Regions from separate parts of the Oryctolagus cuniculus genome. Here region 1 is linked to region 2. A link is a contact called in public Hi-C data. All regions are on one chromosome and are shown on one strand. The core of a region is the stretch at or near the end of the contact, and the rest is flanking DNA. Distances in the headings are between cores, read along the strand shown. Region 1 holds the start of TNS3 (tensin 3). Region 2 overlaps TNS3 (tensin 3).

Region 1 (5,736 bases), core at 1,688-4,187, 53 kb before region 2:
CAGCTCCCTGCTAATGGCCTGGGTAAAAGCAGCAGAGGATGATGGCCCAGGTGCTTGGATCCCTGCCACACCTGTGGGAGACCTGGATGGAGTTCCTGGCTTCGGCCTGGCCCAGGGCTGGCCATTGCAGTCATCTGGGGAGTGAACAAATAGATTGAAGACCTCTCTCTCTCTCTAACTCTTTCAAATAAATGAATACATCTCTAAAAATAAATAAATAAAATAATACAACGCCTGAAGATCCTGTAGAGAAACGGAGGCAAGAGGACAGGCACGGATACAGGTATGTGAGAGAAGACGGGTTCCGTCGGCTCAGCGGGACTGGGAGGTGTCTGGCGTCCACAAGCAGGAGAGGGCCATCCGGCCCCGAGCCGCACGTGGGCGCGGCGCTACCCCAGCTCCCGCAGGACCTGTGGACACAGGGTCAACCTCAGCACAGTCTCCTGGACGCACAGAAGCCGGTGGGAGGCAGAGGGGTGAGGCCCTGGCAGGGCTGCGCAAGGGCCTGGGGTTGGGGGAGGGAGTGGGGGAGAGGCGTGGGGTCCATCTCACCCTCCCAGGGCACAGCGCTGCAGCTGACGGCACCCAGTCCAGGCCTGCCTGCCGTGTCTTCCAGGAGGCCTATGGGAAACAAGAAAGGAGGAGAGGACCCTCCCTGGTCCTCTGGGGGCACGGAATGACCACACTTGTCCCACAGCAGAGACAGTCTCCTGGCACTGACCGGCTTCCAGAGAAGCTTCCAGAACTCCCACTGGGGAGAAGCAAGAATGACCCTGGGGAGACGGGCTCAGGGGAGAGAGGCGGTGAGGGGTTCTTGCCCCGCCAGCCCTGCCCCCACTGGAGGGTTGAGAGGGGCCCGCTCTGGGCATAGGGAGACTTTTTCTCCAGCGAAATTGGTCTGAGGCTCCTGTTTTCGAGTTTGAGATATTTTTGGATGGCTAAGGATGGAAAAATGCACGTTCTCGTTTTCAGATAATTGCTTGTGCCCTGTTTCTGTTCAAGTTCTTGGAAGCTCAAAGTTGCGCCTGTGAAGTGGGGAGGCGCCGGGGAGCTGAGTTCCAGGAGGGGCCAGACACGGTGTCCGGAAGGCGATACCCTCGCCCAGGCTAACAGGAGGACGGGGTCCGGCTCTTCTCCTCTCTGGGGACACAGCCTGGGTGTGTCAAGGCAGATCCCACAGGAGTGGGAGTCCAAGTCAAGGCAGATCCCACGGGAGTGGGAGTCCAAGTCAAGGCAGATCTCACGGGAGTGGGAGTCCAAGTCAAGGCAGATCTCACGGGAGTGGGAGTCCAAGTCAAGGCAGATCCCACGGGAGTGGGAGTCCAAGTCGCTGCTGTGCCAGAAGCCAGGCCCTCCTCCCCCTGGCTGACCCGGAGGGGCTGCGGGTTGGTTGCTGGGGTCGCTGGCTCGGCGGCGGGTAGGAAGTCCGGAAGGTCGCCCTCGTGTGAGCACACGTGTAGCATCGGAGCTCCCAGCACATCCAGTGACCAAGGACGTGGGCACCGACAGCCTCGGGCGTGACGCTCTGTGGCCAAGTGGAAGGGACATTCACACAGAGGACCGGGCGCAGCTGTGCAGAGACAGTGGGCGGAGGAAGGAAGCTGAGAGTCCCCAGGAGGCCAGATGGCCTGGTCCTTATCGTGTTCCGCCTCTGACCAGCACACTGACCTTGGGCAAGATCCAGGGCTTCGGCCTCTTTCCTTATCGGGCCTAAGGGTTTAGTGCCCGGAAGGGCCAGCTGCTTCTGACACCTCCCCGCTCGCCCACTGCCTCTCCCCTACCACCCCCTGCCCCACCTCTGCCCTCTTGGGCTGGGGTCTCCTAGAAGGTGGGGAAAGTGCTGGCCTCACTCCCCGGCCTGGGGCTCCAAGAACGGGACGCTGGCCCTGGCTGTGGGGCAGGGACGTGGTCGCCCTCTCCAGCTCCCCCAAGCAGCACTTGCCACCCCTCCTTGAGGGGGGTGAAGGGACCGAGCCTGGCGGGCTGGGTGTTCTCACGGTGGAGGGGCGGTTGGCTGCCGGTCCCCCGGGGGGGGGGGGGCCCTTTCCAAACTGCGCTTCCAAGGATGGTTTACCTCGCTCTGTTTCTCCACCATCCCTTGCGCAGGGGCAGAGGAGCAGGGGGGACCCCCAGGCCTGTGGGGTGGGGTGGGGGTTAGGGTGTTCTGTGTCTGACTTGGCCTCTGCTCGGCCTGCTCCAGGCAGGAGCCCCGGGCCATGTGCTGCAGGTGGCAGGTGCCATCCTTGGCCCTCTACTGCAGGAGGTGGGGTGAGGGGTGCCCTCCCGGAGACGCCCCCCAGGTAGCAGGGGGTGCTGGTGTCTATAGGACGGGACGTGGATGGACCTCTCTTGGTGATCGCTGACCTCTGATTTCCCCAGAAGAGCATGCGTGTTGCACAGGGACCTACCAGAGCCATCCGCCCCCCACTCCTCACAAAGGGTGAAAGTGAGGCTGAGTGGCTGAGTGCTGGAGCACCCGGTCTTGGGGGTGGCCAATGCATGGCAGTGTGTCCCGCGAGAATTCCTCTGCTGGCACCTCCGACCTTGCTGGCTTCTGGCCCCCGGAGTCCTGCACAGTTGTCCCTGCTTGTTCTGAGAAGTGGGGTGACCTCCCCAGTCCTCCCTGACGCCCCCTTCCTTAGCTGGGACCTCCGCCCGGGCTGTTCCGCCCTGTGTGCCCGGCCCCAGGGAGACTCTAAGCTGCAGGAGGACAGGCAGACCCTGCTCCCGCGGGCGCGATAAACACCCATGCTATGCAGGGCCTGGAACTCGAACCCGCTCCCGGGGTGTTCTCGCACCCCCAAGCCCGCGGCACCCTCGGAGCCCGGGCCGGCTCCAGGGAGAAGTCCCAGGGGCGCACCGGCAGAGCAGGGGCCCCGCGAGTGCAGGCGCGCGGCTTTGTTGCGGCGATGAGGCCAGGTGACCGCTGGGCCCCGGGCCCGGGCCGCGGCGATTGCCCGCGCCGCCTCGAGGGGGCCCTGGCGCGGGCGCCGGCCGCCAGCCAGGAGGACGGGCCCGCCCGCGCGCTGCTCGGCGCCCAGCCTCGCTGCCGGCCATCGCTCCGCCGGACCGCGCCGCGGGCTCGCCCAGGTACTGGGGGCCGGGAGGAAGCGGGGTACGCGGCCACGCGCCGCCGCCCTCTTTGTTTTGGGCCCAGCGCGGGTGTCTGCGCCTGGGGCGCAGGGACTCGGGCTCGGCGCGTGCGGGGACAGGGGCTCCGGCTGCGCGGGGGACGGGGACTCAGGGCGCCGGGACAGGGGCTCGGGAGGACTGAGGCCAAGGCGCGCGGAGACCCGGGCTGGGGGCGCGTGGGGCCACTGTGCGGCTCTGCCGGGGTCCCGGGAAACGCGCTGGGGCGCGGACCGGCCAGGCTGGGGTCCGGGGTCCGGGGACCGGGGACCGGGGGCGCGGACCGGACAGGCTGGGGTCTGCGACGGAGCCGGCGGCGCAGGGGCGCGCGGGACGGCGGGTGGAGGCCGGAGCGGCGCTGTCTCGGTCGCGGCCGGGCGGACTTCGCTCCCTGGGACGCGTCCGAGACTCCGCGCCAGAGAGCAGAGCCCGGGGCCGCCCGCCGTGGGCAAACTCCATCTTCTGCTTGTTCTGGGAGGGCGCCTTGTTGCGTTTCTCTTTCCTTTGCGGCGCGAGAGGCAGGGGGCCCCTCGAGCCCCTCTGCCTCCCCCCGAAGGCGGGGGGCCTGGCGGAGCTCTGGGCAGGGGCCACCTGTGGCACGTGCCGCCTGGCACGCCAGTCTGCGCGGACCGGCGGTAGGAGGGGGAGGGTCCCGGCGCCCGTGGGGTCTCCGAGCGCTGCAGGCCGGCCTGACCCTGGATGTGCCTGCAGACTGGGAGGCGGGAAGCGAAGGGGGCTTCCCCGCGCTCCCTGGGGGGTGCCCTCTGGTGACCGAAACTCCAGCAGTGCTGAAAAGCAGAAGGTGACCCCCAGCGCACACGTTCCCCGGGTCTCCCTGCTTGAACCGGAACACAGGAAAGTGGGGCTGGAGGAGCCCTTGCAGCCACGGGGCCCCTCCCTCCCCGCACGAATCCGGCTAAGGCGCTTCCTGCGTGCTTTCCCTGCGCAAGGAGGGTTGTGCACCCTCGTGTTCTGGTTCCTCTCTTTGGGGCCTGCCCGGTTATATTTGCAAATCAATCAACAAGTATTAAGAAAGGCTTCTCTGTGCGGAGGCCTTGAGAGCCCGGGAGGGGTGGGGGAGTGGCCGCAGCTGGAGGGTGGAGGGGCACGGCCAGAACCCAGGGAGCTGTGCGCACGGGCTCTCCGCGGGGAGCTGCCTGGGAGGGCTGGCCGGAGGCCAGAGCCCAGACCCTGGACCGGAGGCCAGCAGCAGAGCTGGAGAGGAGCGCAGGTACCAGCCGGTCCATTTCCTTTCAGCCTTGCAGGGAGCAGGGTTACTGCCCCACTTGACAGATGGAAGTGGCCCGAGGCGGTGAACCCTGGTGGCGGTGGTGCCGCCTGGGAGCCTGCCCCTGGCTGTGGATGCATGTCTGTAGGTGGGCTCCTAGTGCGTGTCCGGCTGTAGGTGGGCTCCCGATGCGTGTCTGTAGACGGGATCATGATGTGTGTCTGCCTGTAGGTGGGTTCCTGATGTGTGTCTGACTGTAGGTCAGATACTGATCTGACCTGTCTGTAGATGGGATCATGATGTGTGTCTGACTGTAGGTGGACTCCTAGCGTGTATCTGACTGTAGGTGAGGGCCTTAATGAGTGTCCGGCTGTAGGGTGGGATCTTAATGTATGTCCGGCTGTAGGTGGACTCCCGATGTGTGTCTGGCTGTAGGTGGGGCCTTAATGTGTATCTGGCTGTAGATGGGCTCCCAATGTGCATCTGGCTGTAGGTGGACTCCTAGTGTGTATCCGACTGTAGGTGGGGGCCTTAATGCATGTCCAGCTGTAGGTGGGCTCCCAATGTGCGTCTGGCTGTAGGTGGGCTCCTAGCACGTGTCTGGACAGCAGTTCCTCAGTGGAGGTTGTTGAAGCTATCAACAGCTGCAGTTGAATTATTTGAAGAAAGTAGGAAGAGCAGCCTTAGGAACTGCAGCTCCCAGGGCAGGTCGGCTGCCTGTCCCAGACTGCCCCGCAATGTTCTGAAGCTGAGCTGCTTGCTGATGGAACCCCCACTGGAGGGTGTGAGCCCAGAGCATGCTACAGGCTGCAGGAGGTGCCACAGGCTGCAGGAGGTGCTACAGGCTGCAGAAGGTGGACAGGCTGCAGGAGGTACAGGCTGCAGGAGGTGGACAGGCTGGAGGAGGTACAGGCTGCCAGAGGTACAGGCTGCAGGAGGTACAGGCTGCAGGAGGTGCTACAGGCTGCTGGAGGTACAGGCTGCCGGAGGTGCTACAGGTTGCAGGAGGTACAGGCTGCAGGAGGTGCTACAGGTTGCAGGAGGTGGACAGGCTGCAGGAGGTACAGGCTGCAGGAGGTGCTACAGGCTGCAGGAGGTACAGGCTGCAGGAGGTGCTACAGGTTGCAGGAGGTACAGGCTGCCGGAGGTACAGGCTGCAGGAGGTGGACAGGCTGCAGGAGGTGGACAGGCTGCAGGAGGTGGACAGGCTGCAGGAGGTACAGGCTGCCGGAGGTGCTACAGGCTGCCGGAGGTACAGGCTGCCGGAGGTACAGGCTGCCGGAGGTACAGGCTGCAGGAGGTGAACAGGCTGCCGGAGGTACAGGCTGCAGGAGGTGCTACAGGCTGCAGGAGGTACAGGCTGCCGGAGGTACAGGCTG
Region 2 (5,457 bases), core at 776-3,275:
CACTGTCCCTGGGTCTCTGACCCCCTCGCGGTGTCATTGGGTGTCTGCCGTGACGTGGGCTTTGGCGGAGCCTTCGGAAGTCCACTTTGGTCCCAGACTCCAGACGGATTCTGCCCCCCAGACCTCCAGCGTGGAGCAGCAGGTGCAGGGAGCACACGTGTGTGCTGATAGGACGTGCCCCTGGCCAGGTCAGGAAGGAGGGGAGATGCCGTCCGACCTCACGCTGCCGCCTGCCAGGACGGAATGAGGCACCCAGAGCTGCGAGGACCCCGAGTTCCAGCCAGATGCCACTTTTGTGCCAAGAGCAACATGTGGGTGCTTGTCCTGACCGGGCCATGCAGCCAGCAGGAGCCAGCTCTGCAGGGAGCAGGGTGCAGAAGCCCAGGCCCGGCTGCGGGGGCACACACCACCCACACGTGAGCAGGCCCTGGTGGAGTGCCCCGCCCGCCTTGCCCTCTGTTGGCCGGAGATTGCTTCCTTTCTTCCGGCCTCCTCCTGGGAGTCCTGCTGCGTCCGAGGGGTGAGGGGCAGACCTGGGTCTGGGCTTGGGCTCTGCCTGTGCAGGGCAGCTGACCCTGGCCTGTTTCCTCGGCTGTACAACGGGAGCGAGAGCCCAGCCGCTGGGCTTCCAAGCACTGGAGGCAGCTGCCGTGCAGTGTGCCGAGCGTCTGGTTGGTTTGCCACAGTGACCTTCGGCGCCGGGGGAGCCACCTGCAGTTTCTGGTGCTGGAAGCCGATTCTCCCTGCAGCTGGGGTTCTCGCAGCCGCCGAGCTGTGCCGCGGGCCCTTGCCTGCCGCTGGCGAGCGTAGATTTCATTTGTGAGCTGTTAAACAGGGGGAAGGTAGGCTGCGTTTTCTGGGTTCTGATGCAACCCTGCCTGGCCTGGAAGCCGTTCTGTGGCTGCAGGCAGAGCAGCCGGGTTCTTGATTTCCTGAGGGTGCAACCAAAGCACTCCCCGCTCAGGACTGCTGGCTCCGGCCAGAGCTGCGTGGCCTCCTGCTGGCCGGCTCCATGTGCTCTCACCTGGCCAGCTACCCTTCTCTCTGCCCACCCGCAGCATCCTGCATTTGCCCCTGCCCGGCCCAGCCTGGCTCCCCGTCCAGGGAGGAGGTCTGTGAGCCTCGTCCAGGGCTGCTGCAGCCATGGTGGCCAGCCCCAGAGCACAGCCAGGTGGGCCCCCCCCAGCCTGGTCCCTTCAGAGGACGTGGGTTCCTGCTCCTGCCCCCTGGGGAGATGTAGGGAGGCGGAGGGGAGGAGCAGGGTGCAGTGGCTGGACGGTGCCGGACGCCTGCACGGCGCTTTCGGTCACTTGGCGCTGGCTCCTGGGGGCCTGGGCCTGACCTCATGGCCACTCTGGCGTCTATGCAGCGTGGCAGCTGGGCCCATGGACAGGATCCTCGAGGCAGCTCCCTGCGGCCAGCCACCGAGGGGGGCTCTAATCCCTGTCTCAGTGCATCCCAGGGCACGCGAGGCCCAGCCCAGCTCCGGGAGGAGGGGTCGGACGCCCCCTTGTGGTGGGAGCCCCCGTGGTGTGCAGGGGTGTTCCCTGGGCCCACCAACAGTCCGTCCACACGGCTCAGATGCGGCTCCTCCAGCTCGCAGGGCCTCGGGCATTGCCAGGGCACGGCGTGCGGCCCCCGGAGGGCCCGAGTCCAGGCAGGGATTTTCCCGGTGGGAGAGGACTGGAGGAAAAGTAAACGAGATGACCGCCTCTCGTGTCCTCTCGCTACGTCGGGCTCATGAGCTTCCGGAACTTTCACAGGCGAGCAGCCAGCACTGGCAGGCACCCGTGGCCTCCTGGTTCCTCTGCTTGATCAGACAGAGCAGAGTGGGAAGGGCCGGCCCGAGGGGCTGGGGCTCCGGGTCAGCGCCTGTCCCTCCATGGGGCTCAGCCTCCTCCGCTGGGCAGCGGGTGTCTGGCCACCACGGATCTGCGGGCCCAGGCTGGCGAGCTGGCCAGGCCGCAGGGATGTGTGCCTGTTACTGAGCACGTGCAGGTCCCTGGCTGGGTGGAAGCAGTGGGCAGGGGTCCCCGGGGGCATCCGAGACCCGGGGAATCACAGGCCTTGTCCGGCGCTGGCCTTGCGGTTGGCTCGTGATGCGGTGTGGGTGGTGCTGATCTGTTCTCCTGTGTTCCCTTGAAGCCCCCACATATCTGCCTGGAGCCACGGGAGAGCCAGGCCTCCCTCGTGGGCCCTGGGCCTCCGTCGAGGGAGGGGAGTTGAGTTGGGGCACAACCCGAGGAATGCGGGGGTGCGGGGCCCTGTCTTGTCTCTTCCTGGCGTGTGCTGGAATCACAGCGCGGGGCCGGGAGAGGAAGCGGGAGGCGAGCAGCCAGGCTGAGAGCCGAGAGCCCGGGGGCGGCCGCTCATCTGCTCTCGCGGCTCTGCCCCCAGCCTGCCCTTCCGCTTGAGGAGAAACACAGGCGGGACCTCCCCCCTGCTGCTCGGCCGCGTCCTTGCACGCCCCTGGCTGGTGGTGGGGGTTCTCATGGGAATCAGGGCAGGCCCGGCTGGGCTTCCATGCCGAGTGCGCCGGCCGAGCTGCTGGAGGAGTGCGGCTGGGTCAGGCCTGACAGCGGGGCGCGGGGGCACGGCCGGAGTCGGTGTCTGTGCTCCGTGCTGTGTGCTCCGCGTGGACCCTTTGTTGGTGGTGAGGAGAGAGCCCGACCCCCACCCTCTGGCCCATTTTAGCAGCAGGCGTTTTGTTGGTATGTGTGTGTGTGTCTGTTTGAAAGGCAGAGTGACGCAGAGAAAGGATCTCCATTGTCTGGTTCACTCCCCAGATGCCTGCAGCAGCTGGGGCTGGGCCTGGCCCACGCCAGGGGCTGGCGGCTCCGTCCGGATCTCCCACGTGGGTGGCAGGGACCCGAGCCCTTGGCCTTCACCTGCTGCCTCCCAGGGTGCCGGGCCTGGATGGGTGCTCTGATGTGGCATGCGGATGTCCCAAGCAGGGAGGTAATTGGCTGTGCCACTTAGAGGAGGCTCACTGCCTTCCTCACATCTGCAGCCCTCCGGGGCCACCTGGAGGACCCAGCTGTGCTGGTGTTCCGGAATGTTCCACGTGGTCAGCGATCCTGCAGACATTTGCTTGCAGGTGTCAGGGCTGAGCTGTCGCCGTCTCCCCACATTCCCCCTCACCCTTCAACCTCAGGACGGGCTGTACCGGGAGCAGGCTGTTTTAACAGGTAACACAGGTAATACCAGGTCACCAGGGGGCTCTGATCCCGAGCGACTGTGTGCTCAGAAGAGGAAGTAGGACACGGATCCCGAGGACAAGGAGACAGCAGGGGGCGGCGCTGAGGACACAGGCACACAGGGGGCGGCCGGGTGAGGATGCAGGGAGAATTCAGCCTGCCGACACCTTGGCCTTGGGACCGTGAGCGGGCTTGGAGCCATGTGGGCGGGCTTGGAGCCACGTGGGCGGACGGCCAGAGCTGATTCCGACGTCCACGCAGACGGGCGCCTCTTGTGGCACTCCCGGCGTCTTGGAGCCTGCCCCTCCCCGCCGGTCATGAATGGTGCTCGTGGTCACAGGGCAGCTCAGGGCTTTTCCTTCTCCCGGTCCTGCCGTGGGTGCTGTCCTGTTGGTGAGTGGAAGTGAAAGTGGTGAGAGTCCACGGAACGCCCTGTGGAAAGGCCCCTCCCACCACCCTCCAGACTGTGGCCGTGCAGGGACGGGCACCATGGCCGGACCGTGCCTGAGCTTGCGTGGGCTTCGTGCATACTTCCCCCAGCCCAGCGACTGGGGCGGGTCTGGGGACTTTGCAGACAGAGGTGTCCCCGTGGCCTCTGGAGGAGTCGTGTCCATCAAGAGAAAGCGAAGGCGAGCTGCCACCTCCACCTCGTGCAGTGACGCTAGGGCTCCAGCTGCCCCCAGCCCAGGCCCCGTGTGGCTGTGGGACAGTGGGACCTGCGCCTGAGGCTGCACTTCCCCTCCCTGCCACCTGCTGGGGGTCCCTGGATTTGTTGGAATCCTCTGTGTGTGTATTGGATGCATTTTCTTTCTTTTTTTAAAAGGTTTATTTATTTATTTGCAAGTCAGAGTTACACAGAGAGAAGGAGAGGCAGAGAGAGAGAGAGAGAGAGAGAGAGAGAGAGAGAGAGGTCTTCCATCCGTTGGTTCACTCCTTAACTGGCCAGAGCTGCACCGATCCAAAGCCAGGAGCTTCCTCTGAGTCTCCCACACAGGTGCAGGGGCCCAAGGACTTAGGCCACCTTCTACTGCTTTCCCAGGCCCTTAGCAGAGAGCTGGATCGGAAGTGGAGCAGCCCATATGGGATGCCAGTACTGCAGGCGTTGGTCGTACCCGCTATGCCACAGCACTGACTGGTTGCATTTTCATCACTGTTGTCACTGGTTTTGAACCGATATCATCCTGAGCAAGAGCCAGCCCAGCCTGTGGGGGGGCAGGGGTGCCCACACACTCCACATCCTGGGACAGAACCCCCCCCAGGCTGTCCAGGTGACCTGGGACAGAACCCCCCTCCCTCCAGAGTGTTCAGGTGACCTGAGACAGAATCCCCCTCCCTCCAGAGTGTCCAGGTGACCTGGGACAGAACCCCCCTCCCTCCAGAGTGTCCAGGTGACCTGGGACAGAACCCCCCCTCCCTCCAGAGTGTCCAGGTGACCTGGGACAGAACCCCCCCTCCCTCCAGAGTGTCCAGGTGACCTGGGACAGAACCCCCCTCCCTCCAGAGTGTCCAGGTGACCTGGGACAGAACCCCCCTCCCTCCAGAGTGTCCAGGTGACCTGGGGCAGAACCCCCCCTCCCTCCAGAGTGTCCAGGTGACCTGGGACAGAACCCCCCTCCCTCCAGAGTGTCCAGGTGACCTGGGGCAGAACCCCCCTCCCTCCAGAGTGTCCAGGTGACCTGGGGAAGAACCCCTCTCCCTCCAGAGTGTCCAGGTGACCTGGGACAGAACCCCCCCTCCCTCGAGTGTCCAGGTGACCTGGGGCAGAACCCCCTCCCTCCAGAGTGTCCAGGTGACCTGGGACAGAACCCTCCTCCCTCGAGTGTCCAGGTGACCTGGGGCAGAACCCCCCCTCCCTCGAGTGTCCAGGTGAGCTGGGACACAACCCCCCCCCCTCGAGTGTCCAGGTGAGCTGGGACAGAACCCTCCTCCCTTGAGTGTCCAGGTGAGCTGGGACAGAACCCCCCCCTCCCTCGAGTGTCCAGGTGACCTGGGACAGAACCCCCCTCCCTCGAGTGTCCAGGTGAGCTGGGACAGAACCCTCCTCCCTTGAGTGTCCAGGTGAGCTGGGACAGAACCCCCCCCCTCGAGTGTCCAGGTGACCTGGGGCAGAACCCCCCCCTCCCTCGAGTGTCCAGGTGACCTGGGACAGAACCCCCTCCCTCGAGTGTCCAGGTGAGCTGGGACAGAACCCTCCTCCCTCAAGTGTCCAGGTGAGCTGGGACAGAACCCCCCTCCCTCGAGTGTCCAGGTGACCTGGGAC

Evidence for each region. A called contact is a pair of places that touch in the nucleus more often than the background predicts.
Region 1: a Hi-C map of an unstated tissue shows a contact between it and region 2, with 3 times the contacts expected there. The contact joins the promoter of TNS3 here to the enhancer-like site in region 2. A contact is called at or near these places in 2 of 6 Hi-C or Micro-C datasets (psoas muscle and an unstated tissue).

The regions. Positions count from the first base shown.
Region 1 is chr16:53,296,475-53,302,210 of mOryCun1.1, reverse strand. TNS3 (tensin 3) reads left to right here and starts at 2,937. Exons shown (of 31, transcript XM_070059452.1): 1 at 2,937-3,090.
Region 2 is chr16:53,243,254-53,248,710 of mOryCun1.1, reverse strand. All of the region lies in intron 3 of TNS3 (tensin 3), which reads left to right. Among named protein-coding and RNA genes, the nearest start is that of TNS3, 53 kb to the left of the region's middle. Within about 2 kb of position 2,025, at least 2 of the 8 cell types and tissues checked have an H3K27ac peak or open chromatin away from gene starts, as enhancers often do.